Regions from separate parts of the Zea mays genome. Here regions 1 and 3 are each linked to region 2. The links are chromatin contacts, called in public Hi-C maps. All regions are on one chromosome and are shown on one strand. Each heading gives the region's core, a stretch centred on a gene start, on an enhancer-like site or on the middle of the called end of the contact. The rest is flanking DNA. Distances are from core to core; before and after follow the strand shown.

Region 1 (4,333 bases), core at 1,313-3,812, 670 kb before region 2:
ATTGATTGGATCGATTGTGTATTACCTTAATCGGTCGTACCCTTTAATTTTTTAGGGGAGTTCTCCCCTAAACGACATTGAATCGAAGATATGTGAAGTTTAGGGATAAGGAAGACTAATTACTACTACTCCTAGGACAATAATGTAAAGGAACTAGTAGATAGATTGATTGGATCGATTGTGTGTTACCTCAATCGGTCATACCCCTTTATATTTATAGGGGAGGTCTGTGTGGGGGTAGATATCCTCGGGTCCTCATGGACACTAACACTTCTCACGGGCCGCCTAACGTGCCTCCTACTGTGTCGTCCTACAGGATGGGCAGGCAGGATGTAGTCGGGGTTAGGTGAGCCTGATCCAAGACGACAAAGACTGACGTCCGAGTTAGGCGCTACTGAAAGCACTGATATCTCGGGTAATGCTGTTGCAATCACTCGAGGAGCTATGCATTCGGCGATAACTCGGGCAACAAGAGGATCAAGACTCCGGATATATAGGACTGCAGTCACAAAGAAGGGGATAAACGGAGTAGATAGTGATCACAACATATAAACGGATAACTCTCTGGTCGTGTATATAAGACCGAAGGAAACCCCTACAAAATCATCTTGATTTAGGAGGTGTTTGTTTGAGATAATAATATACCCAGGTTATATAATCTAACTTATTTTAAACTAGATGTTAGTTTAAAATAAGTTAGATTATATAATCTGAGTAGATTATAATTCCAAAGAAACACCCCTTAATAGTTATTTGAAATAGTATAATGGCCACTGATAAAAAATAAAGGAAGGATTTTTGCAATAGCAGATCGCACGTGAAAATATGGCCATTCTCAAGTAGTAATATTTTTTTCTGTTTTTTATAAAAACTTAAACAAATGGTCTCCTCTTGTAATTTTCGGACTGTTCACATGATATTGACGCTGTAGAAACTGTCATGTTCTTTGTTCGCAAATTTCAGCTCCAGGTGGTGTATGTGGTTTGGAATCTTTTGGAATGGGGTAGGAAATGCATATAAAAATCTTAATGGCTGCGGTGCACATGATTGCATTTTATTTTATTTCGCCGAATCTATCGTTCTGGTCAGCCAGGTGCCACCAAACTGCAAGCGAGAGAGAAGGAAAGCATCTGCACCATTATTACCAAACAGCTGCAGTAGGTAGCAGGTACACCAGCTAATGATTAAGATAACAGTATAGTAATGAGATCCACAGATTTATGTATTCACAATGATTCCCCGATTTGCTTGCAGTACTAATTACTCTGCGCATTATTTTGATCACTACTGCTAGCAGTACAATTACAATAGTTTATTTCCACTGGAGATGGCTGCTGCACACTCGGATGGTTGGTTCATCAGGCAGAGGCAGGTTGCTCAGCTGGAACAGAGAGCACAGCATGTCGGTCGGGCAACCAACCCATCTACTCAGCCCCTATGTGTGCTGCTACCACAACTACCAAACTCTGCAGCTGCAATCATGGCAGCTGCCAACGCCCGCCGTCGCAGCTGAAACGCTGCACCTGGATCACTTTACAGCAGCAGCAACGTGTTCGCGATCAGGTCTGGTCATCTGGTTTCTTGTGTGGTGGCGGCCGGCATACCGGCATGGTGTGTGCTTCCAGACGGCGAAGAATGGCGCGCATGGTTCGGCGCCGTTCAGCTGCAAAGGCGGACGGTGCACGCCACCGCCTGCGCCCAGTACTTGAGCCGCGCCTTCACCTCGTCAGGGCTGTCACCTGCGCTATCCAAAAAGAAAGGACTGCATTCGTTAGAACATATGCCGATAAACAAAGAAGCGAACAGATCGTCGACAAGTGGTGTCCTTGGTTGGTTCCGTGACGGGAAAAGATTCCATCTTGATGTAGACAAGTTGGTTTTCTCCGCTCCGGTGACCAAGGAAGGAAGGAATCCCAAGTCAAGTCATGGAGGAAGACAGGCGGCGATCTGCTATGTGTTGCTTACCGGGGCTGGAGATCTTCCAGTTGGTGACAGGCGGCGACGGCGTGGCGGCATCTGGTGCGGCGGCCTCGTGCTGCTGCGGCTTCTCGTCGTCCAGCTGGAGGCGCTGGCTCATGGAGTAGCACAGCTCGAGCGCCGGCAGGGTGCTCCGGAGCTCGGGGATCTCGTCGTAGTTGAAGCCGAAGCCCAGGTCGGCGCATCCCTTGAGCTCCTCGAGGTCGTCGTCCGTGAGGCTCCTGGACCGCCCCACCGCGTCGTCTCCGCCCGCGAGCACGACGGGTTTCGAGTCCCGCCGCGCCGGCCACGCCGCCTCCCACTGCGCCCCACGCCACACGTCCTCCGCCTCGGGGTCGGCGACGCCGTCGACGGCGCTGGCACTGCCCTGTTTCCGGCTGCTGCGGCGTCGGCGGCGGTTGCGTTGGCGGAGAAGGCGTGCTGGTGGCGGGCTCGGCGGCGGGGAGGCAGAGGCGGATGGGGAGGAAGATGAGGGCTCCACAAAGGCGGAATCTGAGATCCACATCTCGGCGGCGTGGTGTCGTCGCTTGGACACTGAGAGGGGACAGCGAGGTAGTCACGGGGAGGCAAGAGGGTGTGAAATGGTGCTGAGTGGGTGGCGGGTGGGGGCTATTTGTACCGCCGGACCGGATAGAGGCTGGGGAGTGTGCGGTGCGGAGGCTCGCTGATGGTGGTGGTGGTGGGATGTGGGACCCGCCTTGGTGCATGGATGGACGGAATGGACATAACATGTGCCATGCATGGAGGAGCAGGTGGGGAATCATGTCATACGTACCAGTAGTAGTATGCATCAAGGCGTCAAGCATCATGCATGGATGATGGATGTTTCTAGCGATCGACAAAGGGATGCCTCTTCATTCTTCTTTTCTTATTAATGGTCGCGCTCGTGCTCCTCGAGTACTCAACAAAACCTTGTGATTTTGTGTGCCTCAATATATAGTAGGCTTGTTTGGCGAGTTGTTGATTGCGCTATTACTCGATTCATTTAGACGACCTAGCGTTAGCTTGAGTGCTAAACATTGCGTGGTGCATACTGTTACGATAATCATTTTTGGTAGTGTAAAACCAGTCCAAAATATAGTTCCTTTTTACCAACTTTTTTTGTGTGTCCACATTTGAATGAATAATAATAAACATGGACATACATACAAACTACATTCATAAGTTATCGATTGAACGTGTGTTTAGTTTAAAACAAATTATAATTTGGGACTGAGTAAGTATTTTATATTGTAGATAGCAATACTTGCAATATGAAGTTTAAATTAACAGGTGACATAGAGAAAGTGATAGAGCTGCTCGATATAGCTTTAAAACGTGTTCAACAGTTCACCCATATGGTTATTAAAAATATTGTTTTGTATTATGGACTATACTGTTCATAGACTGTACTGTTCATAAAGTGGAGTTTAAATATGGGAATAAGGATGAGTAAGTTGTTGGAGATAGCCTTGCGAGAGCTAAACTATATATCTATCACAACTAGAAATAACTATGGGGTTCCCGCGAGAATTTCCCTATTAAAGGACGGAGATGCTAGTAATTTAGTCTTCACGTAGATCAAAATAGAGAAATTAGTCCCCGCCAAATTTGCGGAACAGGATAAGAAACCATTCTCCATTCCCGTCTCGGCGTACCTACCCTTACAAACTAAATTATATTAAAACCTCAATATATAGTCTATTGTAAAATAACAAATTAAACTCAAAAATAGATGTCTCTTATAATTTAAATATTGTTTGTTTAATTTATATTATTATGATATAATCAATTTGAATTTTCCTCTAAATATTGAATTTCCTGAGACTGATTCCCTAATTAAGATCTTGTTTGATTGTATGAGTGTTGAGCACTAAATTGAGCGGCGAATGGTCCACACCTGTGGGCCGGACGGTCCGCGCGTGCGCATAGCAGATTATGGTTCCGAGTTTTGTGCTACGGTTGTTAGCTAGATTCGCCGAATTAGCTCGGAAATTAGTTTGTAAAGGGTCCAGCCCCCTCCTCTATAAATAGAGAGGTATACGACCGATTTGTAATGATGAATCGAATCAATAATACTTCTATCTCGCATTTATTTCCTGTACAATTAGGAGTAGTTCTAGTCTAGTTCTAGTTTAGCCTCTCAATCCCCAAATTCTCCGCTTCTCTTCGACTCTACGAAGATTAGAGGAGTCTAGGTCGGCCTGCCCGAGCCTATACAACTCATAGGATCTCTCCTCCCCGACGGGGTCCCTCTCGGGAGCGAGATCCAGGCGCCGCCGGCGACCTTCCGCCGCCCCTGCGCACGTGCGGACCGTCCGGCCGTCAGGCAGGAAACCCTAGCCTCGCGCCAGACCGCGGACCGTCCGGCCACTGG
Region 2 (3,825 bases), core at 1,151-3,650:
TAGGAACTGGGAAGTCCCTGATGTGCTCTTTCTATCAACCTTGCACCCGGCATAGTCGGAATCCGAGTATCCGATTAAGTCAAAGGTAGACCCCTTTGGATACCAGATCCCGAAGCAAGGCGTAGAAACTAAATATCTAAGAATTCGCTTAACGGCCACAAGGTGACACTCCTTAGGGTCGGATTGAAATCTAGCACACATGCATACACTTAGCATAATATCCGATCTACTAGCACAAAGATAAAATAAAGATCCTATCATAGACCGGTATGCCTTTTGATTAACGAACTACCTCCTTTATTGAGGTCAAGATGTCCGTCCGTTCCCATCGGTGTCTTTGCGGGCTTTGCATCCTTCATCCCAAACCTCTTGAGCAAGTCTTGAGTGTATTTTGTTTGGGATATAAAGGTTCCTTACTTGAGTTGCTTCACTTGAAATCCAAGGAAGTAGTTCAACTCGCCCATCATTGACATCTCGAACTTTTGCATCATCACCCTGCTAAACTGCTCATAAGACTTTTGATTAGTAGAACCAAATATAATGTCATCGACATATATTAGGCATACAAAGAGATCACCATTGCAAGTCTTAGTAAAGAGAGTAGGATCAGTTTTCCCAACCTTGAAAGTATTAGTAATAAGGAAATCTTTAAGGCATTCATACCATGCTCTTGATGCTTGCTTAAGTCCACAGAGCACCTTAGAGAGTTTATAGACGTGGTCGGGATACCTGTCATTCTCAAAGCCAGTGAGTTGTTCCACCGTAGATAGATTAGAATAACTACATATTAGATATGTACTTTCGCCGTCACGAGGGCGCGGACCGTCTCGCCCCGTGCTTATATAGTCACAAGCACGATAGTCCGATTGTGTGCCAAACAAGGTGTTCAAGAGTATGCATAATGATAATGGCATCTCTCCAACTGTAAAGTTCAAGCTTCCTGTTCAAGTATCTGCAACAGTACAAGTGCCACTTGTATTCTTAGCATTTGTCGCCTTCCGCGTTGCTTGGCCATCCGGCGAGGATTCTTCAGAGGCCTTTTTTGATTGACGTTCACTGTAATCAACTCAAGTGGCAACAAATCCTTGCCGTAGCTGGAGTGTACACTTCAAAATCATTTTGCGGCTGCGCTGATTTTCCAGAACTGATGGCCTACGAGGTGTGAAGAAAAGCCCCCATCTAGCACTTCGCCCGGGTCGATGTTAAGATCTTTTTGTGTTGTCTGCCGACCACACCCGTATTACTCCTTCCGTTCTCCAGACATAAAATTAAAAACTAAATATTTGAGATGAAAAGTGTTCGTTTTAGCTTTTGTATGAACTTATTAATTCTCTAAACCATATTTTAATTTGGGATACTTATTTTTGAACGGAGAAAAATATCTGCTTTTAGAAAGTTGTTACAAAGTCCAACCACATCCATATTATATAAAAGAAAAATTATACAAAACCTGATGGTTTCTTATGTTCCTCCGTGGCTCTATGCATTGATCGATGCTTACAATTTTGCATGGGAAAGTATCCTGTTCCATTCCTCTTTTCGGTGACACAGTGGGTACTAGTTTAATTGATATGTAATAGCTTTGTTTTATTTGATGATTCAGAGGGTGTCAACATGGATCTCGTCTAGACCTGAGTATGAACCACCTGATCCGATCAACTCCACCGTACCTGCCAAAAAAATTTTAACGGACCTTACCAATACAATGGACTTGTACGAGCTATAGTTTTTTACCACAACAATATACAAGCCTAGTATAAGCTATAATTTTGACTCAAAATCCAACATAACCGGAAAAAACTTACCCGCCATGTCCAACGGAAAGGGCGGTGCGTTGGTGTGCGACCTCCCCTATTCCATGTCTTGGTGGTGGTGGCCCGAATGCTCAACAAGAAAGATCTGAAACTATGCACGAGTTAGACACAGGCCAAACCAAACGACCCACCACACGCTTAAACAGGTGTAATCTGGCCTGTCTTGAACTCGACTACGTGTACTCTCGCCTATCTTGAACTCCACTGCTATTCTGTATCATGCTCTCGACAATTTTGGTATTTTGAATTTGAATACGTCAAGGAAAAGTTGAGATAAATGAGTTCCGTTTCTTTGCCGTGCTCAAGTTAGTTTTGTCAGCGCTACTTTTTATCCTTTCAACACTTGCGTTGCATAAAGATACACTTAAGAAAATACTGCTGTTTCTGTTCTCATATTTTAGATGGGAAAAAAAATCTATTACTCCCCAAAAAATATCTGCCCTTGTGAAGAAATTTCATGTTTGCCAATAATTTCCCATCCTCAGAAGTTTCAGAAATGCGAAAAGAAAATAGGAAACAGACAAAAAAGGCAGAATCAGGAGGCTAGACGAAAGGAGGAGAAAGAGAGAACAATCAGTAGTTTTCTTTCTTGTTGGACATTCGGGCGGCCAAAGCAGCGGCCCCCTTATCTCCAGGGACCAGGGGAGGTCGCACACCAACGCACCGTCCTTCCCTTTCCTCCTCCTCCTCCCTCTCCTCGGAAGGTGAGAACCTCCAGCGATCCTCGTCTTCTGTGTGTGAGTTCTTTGTTCTTGGATGGGATTCTTGCCTGCTACCACCTGATTCTCGTTTCGAGGTGTCCATCCCTGGATACATGGATGGATTAGGATTAGCAATCATGTGTTGTTAGTGGGCTCTGATTCTTGTCCACTTAATCGCTGTTTTTTTGGGGTTGGGGTGGGGGGGGGGGTATTGATTTTGTTTTTGTTTAAAGTTTTGGTTGTGGATAAGCGGCAAGGTATCTTTCTCCGTCTTTAGGTATAATCGATGTAAATGCGAGGTTGAAACACTAATTCAATCGGTAAACGGAGCTCGGTTGTGAATTTCTCTGTCGCCGGAAATGAAACATCTTTTTTGTGAGCCCTCAATTCCAAATCTTTGCGCGTTGTATCGGTGCCCCTATCCATCCAGATTGCCGCGGATTGATTTGCTAGGAAGCGGCAGAACATCTGCCGCTATGTTTAAGCCTGCACATAATTTTTTTTCATTTTTGTTTGGCACAGTTTTTCTTTTGAAACGAGGCTTTCCCCGTTTCCAGTATAGAATATTGTTTGGCACAGTTTATTCTCCATTTTCTAGCACATTTTGATTTTGCAATTTGTTTGAGATGAGATGGATCAAGGGCAACATACTGATGATTGTTATGCACTATTCCTGCGCATGATTATAACTGACCTTTTGTGTGTATCGGAGAATTTTAGAAGATTGGTTTTTAATATTGATTAACCGTTGTAATGTCTTTGTGCAGGTCAAGTGACGGTATTTGTGACCATGGCAGGGACCTTACTCCAGTCAGTTGCCCTGGGAACACCATTTGGGGGTCGCATGAGAACCCATTGTTGGAGGTCCCATGGCACCAGGAGGCCTGCCTCTATGTTGGCAGTGTCACTTAGCCGCCCTGTCAAGATGTCAGCATTTGTGGGTCTAAGATCAGTGCATAGCTTCTCGGTCACACCGACGGTGTCCAATTCCAGGTCGGCAGTTGCATCTTACAGGTCATCGCGACAGACAAGACGATCTCGTTTTGTCACTCAGGCAATGTTTGAGAGGTTCACGGAGAAAGCTATTAAGGTCATCATGCTTGCGCAAGAGGAAGCAAGGCGCCTGGGCCACAACTTTGTTGGAACTGAGCAGATCCTCTTGGGTCTGATTGGAGAGGGCACTGGTATTGCAGCTAAGGTGCTCAAGTCCATGGGAATAAATCTTAAGGATGCACGTGTGGAGGTGGAGAAGATTATTGGCCGCGGCAATGGTTTTGTTGCTGTTGAAATACCATTCACACCACGTGCGA
Region 3 (3,946 bases), core at 486-2,985, 550 kb after region 2:
GCATCTGATCTGAATCGTATTCAACACCCCACATGTTTTTGAAGTGCTCGGCGAAGTCCCGGTCTTCACCGAATAGTTCTTCAGTTGAGGTTGGTGAAGACATGTCAAAGGGCACGTAATCGTCGACAACAAGGTTGTTATCATTATTGACCTTATCCAAACACTCTTGGCACACCAGAGAGTCTTGGTCCAACATGCTCACTATGTCCTCCAATTCTATACGAAGCTTGGTAGCCTCAAAAGAGGTCAAATCTTGTCCCAAACGTATTGTTTCCCTAGCTATGGACAAAGCTTCTTGGATAGCTCTTGCATCATTCCAATAGCCTTGTCGGCTATGGAGTTTGCCGAGTCCATCCGATTTGGATTTATGTAATTAGTATACCATTGCGTTGACAAACTAATAGGAGTAGATAATTATTATCAAACCCAACTAATGATTTGCATGCAGAGTAGCAGTCAAGCCTAACAAAATGAAAGTGGGTGGAGTACTAACACATGATTAATAAACAGGAAGAACCAAAAACATTGGAACATCTATGATTGTCTTACCGAGTAAAGGATTGTAGACGCACATTGGCACCCCACAACAATGTCCCCTGAACCAACATCATAACACAGAACACAATCACTGACACACATGTTGGACCAAAGTGAAGTTCATCAACATACCTTTCCAAGTCGGGATGCACGAACACAAACACGTGGACCGAATATGTGACCAAGATAACAATTCCTCGTTACAAAAGATAAGAACACAATTACGAATTGAGGTGGTACTTGTTTGTTTGAATCGTATGATGCACACCATCCCTAGAACAAATGGGATCGAATCACTAAACGATGCACGTAAGGTGCAAACCCTAAACACTGACGCATCTATGGTGGAAAACCTAGAAACGACGTATAGGCAACATGGGGGGGTTGCAGATGACGACGAAATGTGGCAGACCATACCTTTGTAGGAGCCAACGACAGCTGAGCGGACACCTGCGACTGCCTCATCATGTCTGCAGGAGCTGCAACCAAGTCTGACGTGACATGAATCAACGAGGTGGGATGCGCCTAAGGATGAAATGGAGAAGGTAGGGGGAATCCGGACGCGGGCGAGATGGGGAGGAACGTCGTGGTCAAAAGCAGAGAGCGAGGGGGATGGGAAATGGAGGAGACGGAAGGGCGGGTCAGGATGCCAGAGAAATGGAGGAGAGCATACCTGCGAAGACGACGACACAGCCTCAGCGGATGGTGGCATCAGAGGGTGGGGTTGAAACCCTAAATGGCAGCACGAGTGGTCATAGGATGCCGATGACTTCTTTAAGATGAGGGGACTTTGGTCGCTTCTTTCAAACCGTTGTGGGGTGCGAGAACTGATCCGGCGAGAACTAGAAGTAGAGGCCTCGAGTCTGCACATCGCGCCCAAAAAACGCCAATAGTAAAAAAGAATAATGAGTATAAAAGACGTTAGGAAATTAATGTATGTGGATGAGTCTTATAGGACGGAAGATTCAATTTGTGAGCCCAAGAGAATTGGATGTCAATGGTTAAATTTTTTTACATTTTTTTGAAAAAAAATCTCTTTACAATTCTCGAGAAAAAAAGAAAAAGAAAACTCAGCGATTTAAACCCGCACATACATCGGTGTGTTGCGGTGAGAGCCGGAATATACCCGGTTGCTCCCCCTTGGATCCTTGTTTGCTTCCTGCTGCCTGGCCTTCTCTCCTCCCCAAAATCAATCCCTCGCCCACAAAGGAGAGCCAGCCAAACCTTCCACCTCCTCCATTTCCAGCCCCGTCCCCACACCAGCTCGCGTAACCTCCTCCCCATGGCTGGAGGCGGCGGCGCAGGCGCGGGCTCGTCGTCCGGCGGCGGCGGAGGGGGCGGCAGGGAGGGCGACTGGGACTGCGGCAGCTGCGGCAACCGCAACTACGCCTTCCGCTCGCTTTGCAACCGCTGCAAGCATCCGCGCCTCCTCGTCGACCCCAACACCCCGCGCGACTCCAAGTGGCTACCCCGCGCCGGGGACTGGATCTGCACCGGTAACACCTCTCCTGCCACGCTACCCTTCATTATTACCCAGCCCTGAATCACCCGTCACTTGTTGTAGATGCAGGCTCTCATCCATCCCTATGCAGCGCATTGATAGTCTAGTGAATCTAGCATTTCTCCTTCATCCCTTGTGTTCGCTCTAGGTTTAGTATGTTGGTATAGCCCTGGTTATTATTGTAGACTTTGGGTCTGTTTGGATTCAAGATCTAATTACTAGCTAGCTAAAATTAGCTAAAATTGATTCTAGTGCATCCAAACAAGAGGGCTAATAGACGTGCTAATTTTTTAGCCAAGTTTTTAACTAGCTGTTAGCCAACTAGCTAGCCAAACTCAGCTAGATTTTAACCCATCTAGTAGCCCTAACTCATCCAAACATGATCTTTTCTAGTCATGCAGACAACATTTTAATAAGGTAAGTTAGTTGCATTTGAAATGATGAGTGTTTATTTTTTAAAACAGAGCAGGTGTAAATAAAGGAACTAGAAACTTCATTCAAACTAAGAAAGGAAACTCTACAAATTATTTGACCACCGCTCCTTAAGCTTTCCATGCAAATCAGTTCAATCACCCTCTTTGATCTAGAATTTTTTGACCAAACTGTATACCTCTCTTATAAGCACTGTAATCAGGGTAGTTAGTACCACTATATGTTCTGAAAGTATCTTGGATGATCTTTGTTTGTGTTTTAATTGTTGCTACTACCTATTAGAAATATTTTCATTATTCCTTCTGTTTATTTTGTTCATTGAATGCTGCTATATGTAGATAATATTAGAAAAAAACTTTACCAATGAATGTGCTAAGTAATGACTAGTGTGCGTGTGTCTATTCCTTTCTATGGGTTTGTGCGTGATGGCTGGTCATGGTGGTGGTGGGTGTGGGTGTGCTTCGGTGCGTTTTGCTGCCTACTGTGCTGGTTGGTTTATGCGGCAAATGGATGAATAGGTTGCAGTAACAATAATTATGCATCCAGAAAGAACTGCAAAAAGTGTGGCTTGCCCAAGGAGGAAGCAGCAATGCCAGCATTGCAAATGGCAGGGATGGCTATGCCAGCTTATGCAACTTATATTGCAAGACTACAAAGCCTTGCTGCTTCTGCTTCTGCCTATAACATGAACTTTGGGATGGCTGCCAATTCACCTTTGCAGCAGCAACTACTTGCAAATGCAAACTGGCCCTATGGGATGGCTGGTAGATATGGGATGCAATCTTCTGGTTGGCCATTTGGCAACGGCAACCCAAATCAGTTTTTAGGTGTTCCAAAGGATTGGCGTAATGGAGATTGGTTCTGCAGCTGTGGATCTCATAACTATTCATCTCGTACTCAGGTAATTATAAACTACGCTAATCTGGTCCAGTTGAAATCATAGATAGCCTTAACAAATGTTTCTCAATTTTGGCTGTGCACTCTGACCTTTAATGTGTTTTTGGTTCAACTTTTTTCTGTAATGCATTAATGCCCTCCTTAATCTCTCTTTTTCAGTGCAAAGAGTGTGGTGCACCTGTACCATCGAGCATTCCCTCCACAACAATGAAAGCTACATCTGATGCCTCTTCCAGTAAGACAATCAGTTCCTCAGTTTTTACAATGTTCTTTTATTTTAACCCATACAAAATACCTACTCCTCTTTTGGAATAATCGCTGCATGTTTACCACTCCAATAGTGTGCATGCTGTGATTGCTTTGCCAGGTGTGGTTTAGTCACTCTAATTGTCAAGGTTAATAGCTGACTACTGCTTTCACATCTGTTGGGGTTTTCTGCCAACTTCTACCGAGTTACACTGGTTAGACTGTTGGAGAAACTCCCATCATCAGTCTGTACAAAAACGGGTACGCTATGGACTAGCATATCTACCACGTTCAACCAAGATAACATATAAGTACAAAATCATTGATCGCTAC

What was found. A called contact is a pair of places that touch in the nucleus more often than the background predicts.
Region 1: a Hi-C map of bundle sheath shows a contact between it and region 2, with 3 times the contacts expected there. The contact joins the promoter of LOC100277623 here to the promoter of LOC100383416 in region 2. A contact is called at or near these places in 2 of 25 Hi-C or Micro-C datasets (bundle sheath and ear).
Region 3: a Hi-C map of leaf shows a contact between it and region 2, with 7 times the contacts expected there. The contact joins the promoter of LOC100193180 here to the promoter of LOC100383416 in region 2. A contact is called at or near these places in 4 of 25 Hi-C or Micro-C datasets (ear, endosperm, leaf and 1 more).

The regions. Positions count from the first base shown.
Region 1 is chr10:35,493,888-35,498,220 of Zm-B73-REFERENCE-NAM-5.0, forward strand. LOC100277623 reads right to left here and starts at 2,563. Exons shown (of 2, transcript NM_001398266.1): 1 at 1,966-2,563; 2 at 1,117-1,739. The coding sequence starts at 2,482. The coding sequence ends at 1,660.
Region 2 is chr10:36,162,807-36,166,631 of Zm-B73-REFERENCE-NAM-5.0, forward strand. LOC100383416 reads left to right here and starts at 2,401. Exons shown (of 10, transcript NM_001176069.1): 1 at 2,401-2,518; 2 at 3,283-3,825. The coding sequence starts at 3,306.
Region 3 is chr10:36,712,548-36,716,493 of Zm-B73-REFERENCE-NAM-5.0, forward strand. It overlaps LOC100193180, which reads left to right and starts at 1,736. Exons shown (of 7, transcript NM_001359304.1): 1 at 1,736-2,033; 2 at 2,989-3,371; 3 at 3,527-3,602. The coding sequence starts at 1,820.